Linked DNA regions of Zea mays: region 1 is linked to region 2. A link is a contact called in public Hi-C data. All regions are on one chromosome and are shown on one strand. The core of a region is the stretch at or near the end of the contact, and the rest is flanking DNA. Distances in the headings are between cores, read along the strand shown. Region 1 holds the start of LOC100193576. Region 2 holds the start of LOC100381726.

Region 1 (6,244 bases), core at 2,315-4,814, 520 kb after region 2:
AGAAGTAACACCTCACTTTTACTGCCATCGAACTGATAGCGATTGCGAGCGTTTCGACAGTTGGCCTGAAATCGCCGATCAATCATGCAATTGCAAACGAATGGCTTTCCGTCGACAGTCAAATCAAGCCAAGCCAAGCAATTCGGACGTACATAAAGGATAAAGCGTTCAATTATGAACCCACTCTTTACCCCCATTCCACCACGAAACTTGCTTACCGCAGCAGACAACATCAGGTCCGCGAGTGGATCACCCAATTATTAGGCTATCTCCAATCGACTGTGTGTAAATTACATTGTTTGCAGAGTGAAGTTTAAAATAGAGAGTGAGATAAAAACTGCTGAAGATAGTCTTAATAGATGGTTGATTTGTAGGGACTAATTTTTAGTCACTCTATTTTATTTCATATTAGTTCCTAACTTGCCAAATATAGAAACAAAAATATATTTTTGTTTCTGTATTTGATAATTTGTGACCAAAATGAAATAAAATAAAATGACTAAATTAGCCGCTAAAAACCAAACACGCCTCCTCCGATTCCTACGCAGCCTGCATCCGAAGCTGAAGCCTGCAATAATTTCAGAAGCGCAAACGGGGCGCTTTTTTTTTCAGTTCACCCCACTGTCTCTCACAGTTCTCGTTCTCCACTTTTTCTGAAAAGCTTCAGTGTTCTCATCCTTGGCAGACACATCTTTCCACTGCTCTGCTCATTGGCGAGCACTTGGCATCAGGGAAGGGAACAGCTGAATGGGTCAGCTCTCAATCTCTCATCTCCACCACCGGTTGACGAGCAAACCAGCTGCGTTATCTGCGGCACACTAATCATTTCTCCCACTAACACACATGCAGACTAGCACAAGTGCGGCTGTGTTCAAGATAGAGACAAAGTGATGTGTAACGTGACATGGACGTGAGAAAAGGAATTACCTGAGCTTTTTTTTAAAATAAAATAAAGTAAAATAAAATAAAAGGGAGTGGTAGTGGAGTGCTATATGCATCCGATCTTTTACTTTATGTATGGGATAAGAATAGAACCCCAAATTTCCTAGTAAGTTTTTTTTTTCTCTCTCTCTCCTTTCCTAAGGCATGGGGATCCGGTTCCATGTTGCTCTTAGAATAAACATTTGCACATACATACATGAAGAGTGATGTAGGTTGTTGGAACTTTTTTTTTGAGAGAGACGCTGTTGGAACAAACAATTTCCAGTGCTTTTGGATTCCTAAAAAAATGGCCAAGAGAGCCGTTCTAACAGGCCATAGTACGACTTCGATTTTTTTTATATATAAAATAACAGCTCACGATATGCAAATCGAACAGGAGCAATATGATAGTACCGTGACGGCAGAAACAAAAGAGGGTGTCGTGATGCAGACGCACATGTATTAGTATACTAACATCAACCAGCAGGTGTTCTTACCTGCAAATCATGTAGTCAGGCCGGTAAGGCTCCCTCCAAAACAACAGTTCGAGCCGGCCAGTGTAGCTTATCCATTGCTTCCGGTAACCTCCTACCTGTAACTTTCAGCTTCTTCTTTTTTCAATTAAATGATGGCACGCTGTATCAACTAGGCTGTCACGTCGAACAATTAGGATGTCTGAATATTTCTGACAGTGATGAACTAATGAACCGAGGGAAAAAAGAAGAAGATAAGTTTAGGAGGAGAATTGGAAATAGGCGCCTTGGAATATTTGATATCTTGCTTCCTCGAAATATTCCTCAGGCTACTTCGCTTGCCACACATTGCATCCCTCTATCTATCATTGCTTGCAGAGGCGAAAACAGTAGTTGCACGGAATCTAGAGCTACCTCCACTACACGAACACGAGTCACGACACAGCTCCTTTCTACTAACACTTAAAAAAAAACCTTTGGTGTAACAGGAAAAATCGGAAGCTTATATGTCCTGTTTGTTTCAGCTTTTTCCAGATTCTAGTCATCAAAATCTGCTGCAGATTGTTAACATATAGGATTTTGAATCACTTTAATCAAAACTATCCAAAATCAACGTAAACACAGATCAGTCGAGTCGTTATGATAGTGGAAACTGTCACTTTCTATACTCTAAACCTTGTAGATTCTTTTATGTTTCTCCGTACGTAACAGATTCTTCCAACAGAAAAGCTCTTCCGAAATAAAAATAAAACCAAACATACCTATGTTGATTGATTTGCTGTAAATTGCAGGTGGCAGCATAATCGAAGCCGAGAAATGCAATTGGCGCCATCGCACTATTACTCTGCAGTTCTTCCAGCATGTGCTTAATTTTTCTCGAAGAAAAACTTGAACTGTCACCGTCACCACCAGTCCACCACCACCACCACTGAATATTTGGTAGCAAATGCGTCAACGATTCAGCTGAAAATTTTTAGCCCTTGTATAGAAAACCCAATTTTCTTTTAAAAAAATTGTATCGATGTGTGTTGGGTTTAGTACCATCAGTCCATGAGGACGTCGTCTGCCAATCATTTTTGTCCCGCACAATTATCATGCCTTAGCTGTCCTCACAATATCCTTCTTTTTTTAGACCGGATTATACTCCGTGTGCTGTTTAGTCGTTCTATTTTACAAAACTGCTGATTCTTTTTCGCCTGGAAATTCATTTGAGTGCCGCGTTCCTTGGACTATTATTTTTGCATGTGCCTGTGACTTCGTGCAGATCATTGCCAGGAAAACTGGATGTTAAGCCGTTCCGGTTGGTGTGCAAGAGAAAGTACACCGCGTGATCACCAAATGGCGGTAACTCTATCTATGCGTTGGTTGCCTGGAATAATAGTGGCCAGCTAATGATAATCCATTCCCCAGTGGAATGCAGATGTCGATTGGATGATTGGCCTTCGGCCAGCCAGGAAAAATACACTGTGCTCGTCATGCTACTCAAGGGGACCTGAGGCGTTCGGATCAGGGGGCGTGTGGTGGTTCTGAAGATTGAAATTAAGGAGCAGTCTGCAGTCGTGTGATCAAGAACGATTTGCTTTTTTTTTTTACCATTTCAATTTTCAAGGTATCTAGACTAATCTTCTTGAGTCAGCATAAGACGAGAATAAAATACAGTCTTAAATAAAACCTAGTCGGCAGTATGCAGGTCTGAAACTTTCTCCCAGAGCAATGCGTCATTGGATTGTCGTGCATGTTTGTTTGACTGTTTATTTTGAAATGGAAAACAAGTTCGGCCTGTTTCCACATAGGATGCCAAAAAGCCATGACTACGGTCTACGGCAGCAGTACAGAACAGGGAAGAAGGCGACGAGACCCAGGGCGGTCAAAACGCCAGAGATAGAAGCCATCGCCGACGTCGAATCCCGGCCGGCGGTCTGTTTCCTCCTCCTCCTGCTGCTGCTGACTGCCCGCCTCGCGCCGCGCATAGAATCCCTCGCTCTGCCTCGCCCTCGGCCTCGGCATCGCCACTCGCTTTCACGCTCCATCATCACCAATGGCTCGATGCCAAAACCGCAATTAAAAATTTCGGCTTGGGCGTATCCGTCAATACACCGAGAGGAGGAAGCCTGCCCACTACCGCGTATCTCTCTCCTCCCTGGCTCTCATCCCCCCACCGAGTCGTCGCCCCCTCGCTTTCACCCCACGCGGAAGCAAGAATTCGTCGTCAAATTCCCAGCTTGCGCGTGTTTCTGTGGATTTCTTCCCGCTTCCCTGCTCCTGCCTCCTATGGGCCTTTGATCCGGGGCTTCGTGGATCTTGGGAAGAGGAGGTGCGGTGGGCGCCTCGGCGGCGATCTGGCGGGGAGGATATGGCCAGCGGGAAGGAGCCGATCGAGGTCAGGTTTCGTCTCTTCGACGGCACGGATATCGGGCCTACGAAGTACGATCCCTCCACCACGGTCTCCTCGCTCAAGGAGTTCATCCTCGCTCGGTGGCCGCAAGGTGAGGCACTGATGAGGCTTGTTGATTTGGTAGCGTACACGCCTGTGCCGTCCCGATCTGCTGACAAGCTACGGACGCTTTTGTAATTTAGGTGCAGGGGTATTCCCCGTGTCACGAGTTTCTTGGATCATGTATTGCTAATTGCTTCTTTTGCGCTTTGTGCTCATGTCTCACGAGTGCGAGTCTTTCTCCTACCTCATGTTATTTTGCTTGTGGCGAATGGCTGCTCGTGGTATCCTTGATTTGCTTTTGTTTTCTGGATGCATGGACAGTTGAGTAGTGGGAAACTATGCTTCAATTTTCTTTTTCAGCCTAGTCCTAGAGCTGGCTATGCTTATTCAATTAGTATTAGCTTCAGCATTATGCTTCTAGTGGCTATGCCATATTCACTGATTAGGGCCTGTTTGGATGCTTCAACTATCCCTCCTTAACATACTCACTAAAAGATTCTCTCCTCTATATCTCATTCTTATCCAACATCTTCTATATCTCATCCTCCACAAATTAAATACACACATTAAAGACATATTTTATTCTAGATTTTTTACGTACCTATTTATTATACCCTTAAATAGATAGATGAGAAGAGATGAGAGTCTCTCTATATATAGAGAGGATGGAAGAGGACACCGGTGAAGCATATAGAGGAGGAAATCTTCTCTAGGGGACGCTCTACAGACTCCCGCTGGAGTCAGTCTAAGCTAGGGCTAGTTACTTGTTGGGCTAAAAACTGTCTAACTAGTTAATCAACAGCTAGTTGGAAATTTGGCTAAAAATTTAACTCAACTATTAGCTCTCCTGTTTGGATGCACAAGAGCTAACTTTTAGCTAGCTAGTAGTTAGCTAGCTTCGTTAGTATCCTATGATTGCATATTGGTTTTTTAGCTTAAAAGAAGTAACCTGTAACTGGCTATGCCATATTCTATTTTCTTTTTGGTGTATACAGAATCCTAGAACTGGCTGTGCCATATTAGCAGTTAGTGGATACTTTCCGTTCTTACTTTATGTGGTATGGAGTCTTCAACTGTGAATGTCAATTGCCAATTTGTGGCAGAAGAGGGAAAGAGCACAACTTTGGAAACAGTATATATCACACACCATAGGTGGAACTGATGGAAACAAAGGTCACCTCTTTTGTTTGCTATAAAAGAAGCAAAGTGCACAAGACCATATTAATAACTGTGGACCTTTTAAGTGATTACTTACTCTCTTCTAATCTGTAAAGGGAGTTATTATAACACTGTGGAAAGGTTTTGACATTCATCTGTTAGGTAACATGAGTTTCTCTGCAGAAGTGCAACAGCTCAACCTTTCACCATGAACATTGTGATTGACAATTTGGCCTAGATGTGATTTGTTTGTCCTATTAGATGAGGGCAAACAATTCATTCTGAATTCTTAACTGTCTGGTGTTCAAGTGAAACCATTTGGACATATGTGCTGTTTATGAATTTAACCTTGGGCTGTATTAAATATAATAGCGGAGAGAAATGATTTGGATGTCAGCTCACTTTTAAGCATATTTGTCAGCAAGCCATACTAGGCTCTAGTTCTGTGGCACATGAAAGTACTGAGAAAACATTGTGTAAGCACTAAGCAGCAGATTGATTTATACTGTTTCACTTGAACAGTCAGAGCATCTTTTGAAAGCCAGCATAAGTCATTTTAAAATATCTTCAAAAATAATTAGTTGCTCTTGTACAATCCAATGATTTATCTATACTGGATTTGGTTAGAGAAAGCCAGTCTTTTTGAACAAATACTCCGTATGTTAGTAGCGGGAGGTCTCTGATTCTCCCACTTGAAGGAACTTTGCGTAGCATGACTTCATGATAATTTTTATGAGGTGTTCCCACATGAGAACTGAACTAGATCAAGTAAAAATTCGAGCCTTTCTAGCTGAATCAACATCTGCAGAGTGGAAACTATATTGACGCTTTTGCCTGCATTCACAACATAAGCAGTGTGTACTTGCACATGCCTGGGTGTGTTCAAACACATCAAGAACATGATTTATTCCTTTTTTGTCATTTATTTGAAGGGTGCCTGCATCTAATCTGCTAGCTTTGTCAGTTTCTCAATTCTGCATTTCAAATCAAACTGGGAATTGTGCAAGAGCACATTGTATTTTCTGTTCCTGAGACCCTTAGTTGATTATACTTGAAACTTAATGTGTTGTCATATATTGTCCTACGCGTTAGAACTTTTCCTGTACAATATCTTTGTTCTGCAACCCATGCCTGTCGTTCTTATTTGCTGAATGAAGTTTCTTCTTTTCATTTGAGCTAACAGATAAGGATATAGCTCCAAAAACTGTTAATGACTTGAAGCTTATCAATGGTGGAAGGATATTGGAGAATAACC
Region 2 (5,998 bases), core at 2,873-5,372:
ATGGCTACGCATTTGTTAACAAATTCTTCGCAACCTACACTTATACCCTACTCTGACTAAACGGGTCAAGGGCACGACAAGCTAAGAGATCTATACGACGAGGAGAAGATATCCGTTCTCCACGGACCGACGCTCCACTTACTCTATATCTAGCAATAGATTACGAGGCCCACTTGTTGGCGCTCAGTCACCATGTGATGCCTCCCTTAGGCTATAAAAGGGAAGGCACACACATGGTAGTAGACAACCTCACAATAACACAAAGAGACTCCTAGGCAATAAAACACACGGAGATTCCCAGATAATACAACTCATAGTAGATGTAGGGTATTACGCTCCGACGGCCCGAACCATTCTAACCCTTGTGCTCTCGTGTTCTTCCAGCTATTCATGCAATCCCTAGGTCCCATCCTCATCTTAAGATCAGGGCGGGTGCACTCTGCCACCCGGTCGGAGGATTTTCCCTCCAAAACAATTAAACGAACTAAATCTAATAGTTTCAGCAAACACTTCGATATTGTAGCAACACACCACAAAACGTTTGGAGAAAAAAGAAAAACAAATATACTGTATCGAGTGTCAAGGAAAGACACTCGGCAAAATAAAGGTTTACCGAGTGTTTGGTGAGTGTCAACGCCTGACACTCGACAAAGTTAACGGTCGTCAACTATAGACGGTTGCTGACGGTTCTTTGCCGAGTGCCGTGTTTCGCCGAGAGCTTGACATTCGGCAAAGACTCCTTTGCCGAGTGTCTTTCTATGCCGAGTGTTTTACCCTCGGTAAACTAGGTCTGTGTCGAGAGTCTTAGTTCGCCGAGAGTGGCACTCGATAAAGCGCCGAGCACTCGCCAAAGAACCTGATTGCGGTAGTGTTATAATATTCTTTGTTTTTAAGGGTCCTAGGATGAGACTGATTACGGGGTGTTTGGTTTATAGTGACTGGTTTTTAGTTTATTCATTTTATTCTATTTTATTCTCTAAATTTTCAAATACAAAAACTAAAATAGAGTTTTAGTTTCCATATTTATCAATTTAAGAACTAAAATAGAATAAAATGTAAAGGCTAAAAATTAGTCCCTATAAACTAAACACTCCTATATACGACATCCAAGGTATAAATTTGTATATGCCTAAACGCACGATTATGGGTGCCTTTGATATGGCTCTTTAGACGGCTCTAACTCAAGCTTATCGTAAAGTTGTATCAAACGATTATGAAAAACGACGGCTCGCCGATAAACCCTAAAAAAAATAGAGTCTTTTTTTGTTGAGAGCTAGAGCACTAAAAACCTGGTTTTTATCGGCTCCACCTATATTTTTCCCATACATAATTAGAAAGAAACGCGGAGAGAATCTATTTTATCAAACAAGTAGCAAAATGGCTCCGATCCCTTAAAAAATCTAGAGTCCGAACTGTTTTTGAGGAACTAGAGCTCGGCCCAACGGAGGCCTACATGTCAAGGACCCTGCTTCTGACTCACATGTTAGGAACCGTCTGTTCTGATTCTTCTTGCTGTCAAGTGTTGTCTAATAACTATATTGTACTAATCTACTAGTACAGAGGAAACAGCTTAAAAAGGAAGAAGGGTCAACTAACATATAATTCTCTGACACCTAAGTTGGCCACTCAGCAGCTTTCATTGGGCAATATCTGTTCTAGCTTTTACGCTGTTAATTACTAATCTGTCTGGTACTCCTCACCAAAAGATGTACTAATCATGTAACTAAAATAATAAATAATGTGCGTACTTGCAGCAACACACAGCATACTGACATTGGTAATCCTGTTCATGGGTCGGAAAGATGGGGATAGGATAGGTAGGTCAGGCCCGTCCAAAAGGATGCTTAGAGGTATCATTAAACTGAACCCTTGCTCAACTCGCAGACACTGCTGCGTTGCGTGCCATGCGTATCTGAGATGGAAAGACCCAAAGAAATTTTATCTGCTCACGGACTCGGCACCGAGAACCTGAGATCTCCAGACCCCCGTCGCAATCGGCTCGAGCTCGCAAACGCGCGGTGGGAAAAAAGGAGGTGGGAAAAAAAGCGAAGGGATGGCAAAACCATCGCCGTGTAAAAGAACGCGGCCGCTTTCCACGTCGCCCGCCCAAGTACCCATCGTTTTCTGCTGCTGCACCCACCTCCTCCAGCCTTCCCTTTTTTTTTGTTTCGCCTTTTCCCTTCTTTAGTTTGCACCAGCAACAGATTAAAAGCGCCTTTTCTTGCCAAAAAATAAAAACGGACCATGGTTCTGCTGGCTCCGTTTCCTTAACAGCCAAGACAAATGCATTTTGTATTCCTAGATCTAGTGAGCAGGATCTTAATTGGACTTTAGGTACCAAATTGAAACCGATATGTTTGTTCATCGAACTCCAGGCATCAGCTAGTTTGATATTTGAAAACTTTACTTGTAGCTTGATTTTATTAGTTTGTATTGGAAGATCGTGTTGACACAGACCGCTGAACGACTGCCGATATATAGAGAGGGGATAAATGTGTCTCGCAAATAAAAATATATAGCACGCACATACGCATTCAGTATTTGTGAAGGACATGAGTCCTCGGCTCCATATATGACCAAATTAGGGATGACAATGGTGAATTCTCTGTCGGATTGTAGCTCCTTGTCTCCGCAACGAAAAGATTATTCTGTAGGGATCCCACGAATGTTTGCGGGGATATTTTTCTCCATCCCCATCGGGATCCTCGTCCCCGCTTAAATTATAATTAAATCTACTCTATTTATTATTAATATAAAACATCGTCACTTATACATATTGTTAGATGTAAAAATCATTATATGTACATTAAAATAAACACATTTGAACAACGGATGATCTCTTGACAAGATCATTATTTATTTTTACCATTAACTATTACATGAAAACATTGTCATATGTAAGTTTAACGGGTCCCCGCGGGAACGGAGACAGAGAATGCTTCCTCGTCCCCATCCCTGTTTACCTATCGAGAGAGAATTTTTTCCCGTTTAAATCCCCATAGGGGAAGAAACTTTGTCATCCCCATCCCCTAATAGAGGAATTCCCCGCAGGGAATCGGAGATCGGGTCCTTATTACCATCTCTAGACAAAACACTCTCAAGTTTTATGAGTAGTTTATTTCCTCCATAGTCCTCTGCCTATTTACCAGCCAATGTAGCAGTTGTTTCGCCTTGTTTACTACGTGACGTTTCCCATCTGTTTATAAGGCCAGTTACATAAAATTTATTAAGCTTATTAGAGGGTGCTTAAAACATTCCGTGGCGGTGCGGTGAGAGGGCTCGATGGGTCCACTGTGTAGGGCACCAGAAGAAAATTGAGAATGAGAAGAAAACATGGAAGACCGAATTTATAAGGGGCATTTAGTATTGGTTCATACAAAGAATCGGTGCTAAAGGTCTATTGGCGGGAACCTGAAAAAAAAAGACCTCTAGAGATTTATTTGGGTATAAATATAATCAACCACACAATTTAAAAAAATATAAACAAAAACAAGTAACAAGTGGATCTCCCTGCTCTTGTAGTACCAACTGAAGGAGGTAGAGACTTTATAAAGCATGTACAGTAATATTGGCTGAGCCTACAACTGATTCTAATATATGTTAGATCAACCGGCACCGAGCCGAGTACATTAGGTTAATCACAATAGAGATTTTATGAGGTGTTTCACGTATTAATTAGCCTGCCACATCAGCTATTTGATGACATGTCATAACATTTAATAAGGAAGAGTTTCATGGAGTTTCATGGGGATGAAACCATGTTAACTCGTTTCCAAGGTCTTGAAAACTGTGTGAAACCTCCACTGAGAGTGTTTTGTTTCATCTTCATATAATTGAGTAAATCCTATTGATTATTTATATGCAGCATTTAAGAAGTATGTTGACATATGAAACAGTGAGATGAAACTCTCTATTGAGAGAGGATGTTTCATTCATCCATAAAACTGACATGACATTTTTGAAAATAGAGAAATGAAATTCTCACTGTGATTAGCCTTAATAGCAGTTGGAGACACCAAACGATATTGATGTCCTCTTCGAGAATGCGACGGTTAAAGCACACTTGGATGAGTACAAACCGCGATCAGGCCGCGGGTACCGCGCGATAAAAAGACGAGCCATGCGTTCTGGTTCGAGAAAAACGACACGGGATCCCAGTAATCGACGCCAGGCAAAAGCGAGAGGCACCTCCGCTCCGCTCGGCTTGCCGTGGGTTCCGTCGGCCCGGCCCCTCGCCACTGCTGTAGAGTACGCCCTTTCCTCTCCGGTCGAGTCAGCCGCGCTCCTTTACGCCTCGCCGCTGCCCCCGCCACCGCAACGCCTGGTGCCCGGGGGCCGGGCCGGGTCGCGTGGTGGATCGACGCTGTACCAGTACCACCCTGCCTGCCGGCCGGCCGGCCTTTGGTGCGTCGCGTGGCATGTGCTGCTTGCGCGCACGTCGCGTTTCGCCGTCGAGTCTTGTGAAGGGACGCCGGACGCGCGCTGATGGGACGGGACGGGACCGGACTCGGACCGGGACAAGACGCGTCAGAGTACTCTCGCCTGCTGAATGCCTGCTCAGTGCTCACTGCTCAGCCGGTGCGCCCGCGCCGCTGTCGGCGTGCACGCCTGACGGGCGGGGGGCGGCTAGCTCCGGGCTCCCACCTCGGTTGGCGCGCGGCCAATCCCCACCGGCCGCAAGTACGCCCATCGCCGGGCCCCACGGCGTGGCGCGGCGCTACTGCCTAGTAGCCTAGCTACCTTGCCCGAGAACCCGAAGTAGAAAATGGCCAAGGCTTCCCCAGCCAACCAGGCCGTGCATGCATTGCATGGGCATATATGCGTCCGACCCGTATGCTGTCGAGTCGGCTAGCTTGCGTTGCGTGGAGTGTAGCTATAGTTGATCAGATGCATGGTGCAGTGAAGAGCGCGCAGCACACGGTTTACCCGTCGAGCTAGCGAGTACACAGCCGGAGTAGCCAATAATTATCAGCTGGACTTCTTTTTGTAGATCCTGCCGCTGCTGCTATATATATATATATATATATATTTATTTATTATAAATGTAAAAAAAGGAGAATAACTTTGTTCTACGTCTGGTGCTACTTATTATTATTATACTATATTTTGTAGAATCCCGGCAGGCCAGGCATCGCACACCGTGATGGACGGACAGCGCCTTTTTCGGTCTTCACGTGGTGTGGCCCAAGAGCAAGAGGTTCCCGTGCATCTTTCCGTCGAGTCATTTTATACAAAAGACGGGCCTGCCATTGGCCACCAGCGTTTTGCCACCAATGATCTGTGATCTCCGCTGTGGGATGGCAACGGGCACATTTTACCCGCGTGCCCGCGGGTAAAAACCCTATAGGGTGCGGGTTTGGGTGTGAGTTTGTACCCGCGGGTACGGGTGCGGGTTTGATTCTCAATCCGACGAGTTTTTTTCTCGCGGGTATGAAAATGTTATACCCGTGCCCGCAAACCCGCGTACCCGCAATGGATATATATATATATATATATATATGTATGTATGTATATATATATATGTGTGTATATATGTAATTTTATATGTGTGTATATTATATATATACATATTTGTATATGTATAGTTATATGTGTGTATAAATATATGTATATATAGATGATATATGTATAAATATATGTGTATAATTATGTGCCCGCGGGTTTGTGGCACCCGCGGGTCGCGGGTATGGGTAGCATATTGTACCCGTCGCGGGTAACGGGTACGGGTGCGGGTTTAATATTAAACCCGCGGAGGCGGGTTTGAAAACCATCTACCCGCGGGTTTCAAACCCGTTGCCATCCCTAGTTGTGCCTGTTCGCACCCTCACCCACATGGATGGGTCGTCGTCGATGGTTCTTCTGGACGCTAGAACGGACCGGGCGGCTGTGTCTTCGAGCTGAAGTGTGTGTGTGAGAGAGAAGAATATGCACACTGCTAGTACCACTAGTCCGTATACGCATGCATACTCCTAGCTTGCTCTTGGAGTCTACTCCCTCT

The links. Hi-C and Micro-C count contacts between places; a contact is called where the count stands out from the background.
Region 1: a Hi-C map of ear shows a contact between it and region 2, with 2.8 times the contacts expected there. The contact joins the promoter of LOC100193576 here to the promoter of LOC100381726 in region 2. A contact is called at or near these places in 2 of 25 Hi-C or Micro-C datasets (ear and tassel).

Annotation. Positions count from the first base shown.
Region 1 is chr4:186,356,935-186,363,178 of Zm-B73-REFERENCE-NAM-5.0, forward strand. It overlaps LOC100193576, which reads left to right and starts at 3,565. Exons shown (of 2, transcript NM_001138684.1): 1 at 3,565-3,880; 2 at 6,173-6,244. The coding sequence starts at 3,748.
Region 2 is chr4:185,833,235-185,839,232 of Zm-B73-REFERENCE-NAM-5.0, forward strand. LOC100381726 reads left to right here and starts at 4,123. Exons shown (of 1, transcript NM_001174533.1): 1 at 4,123-5,552. The coding sequence starts at 4,419. The coding sequence ends at 4,736.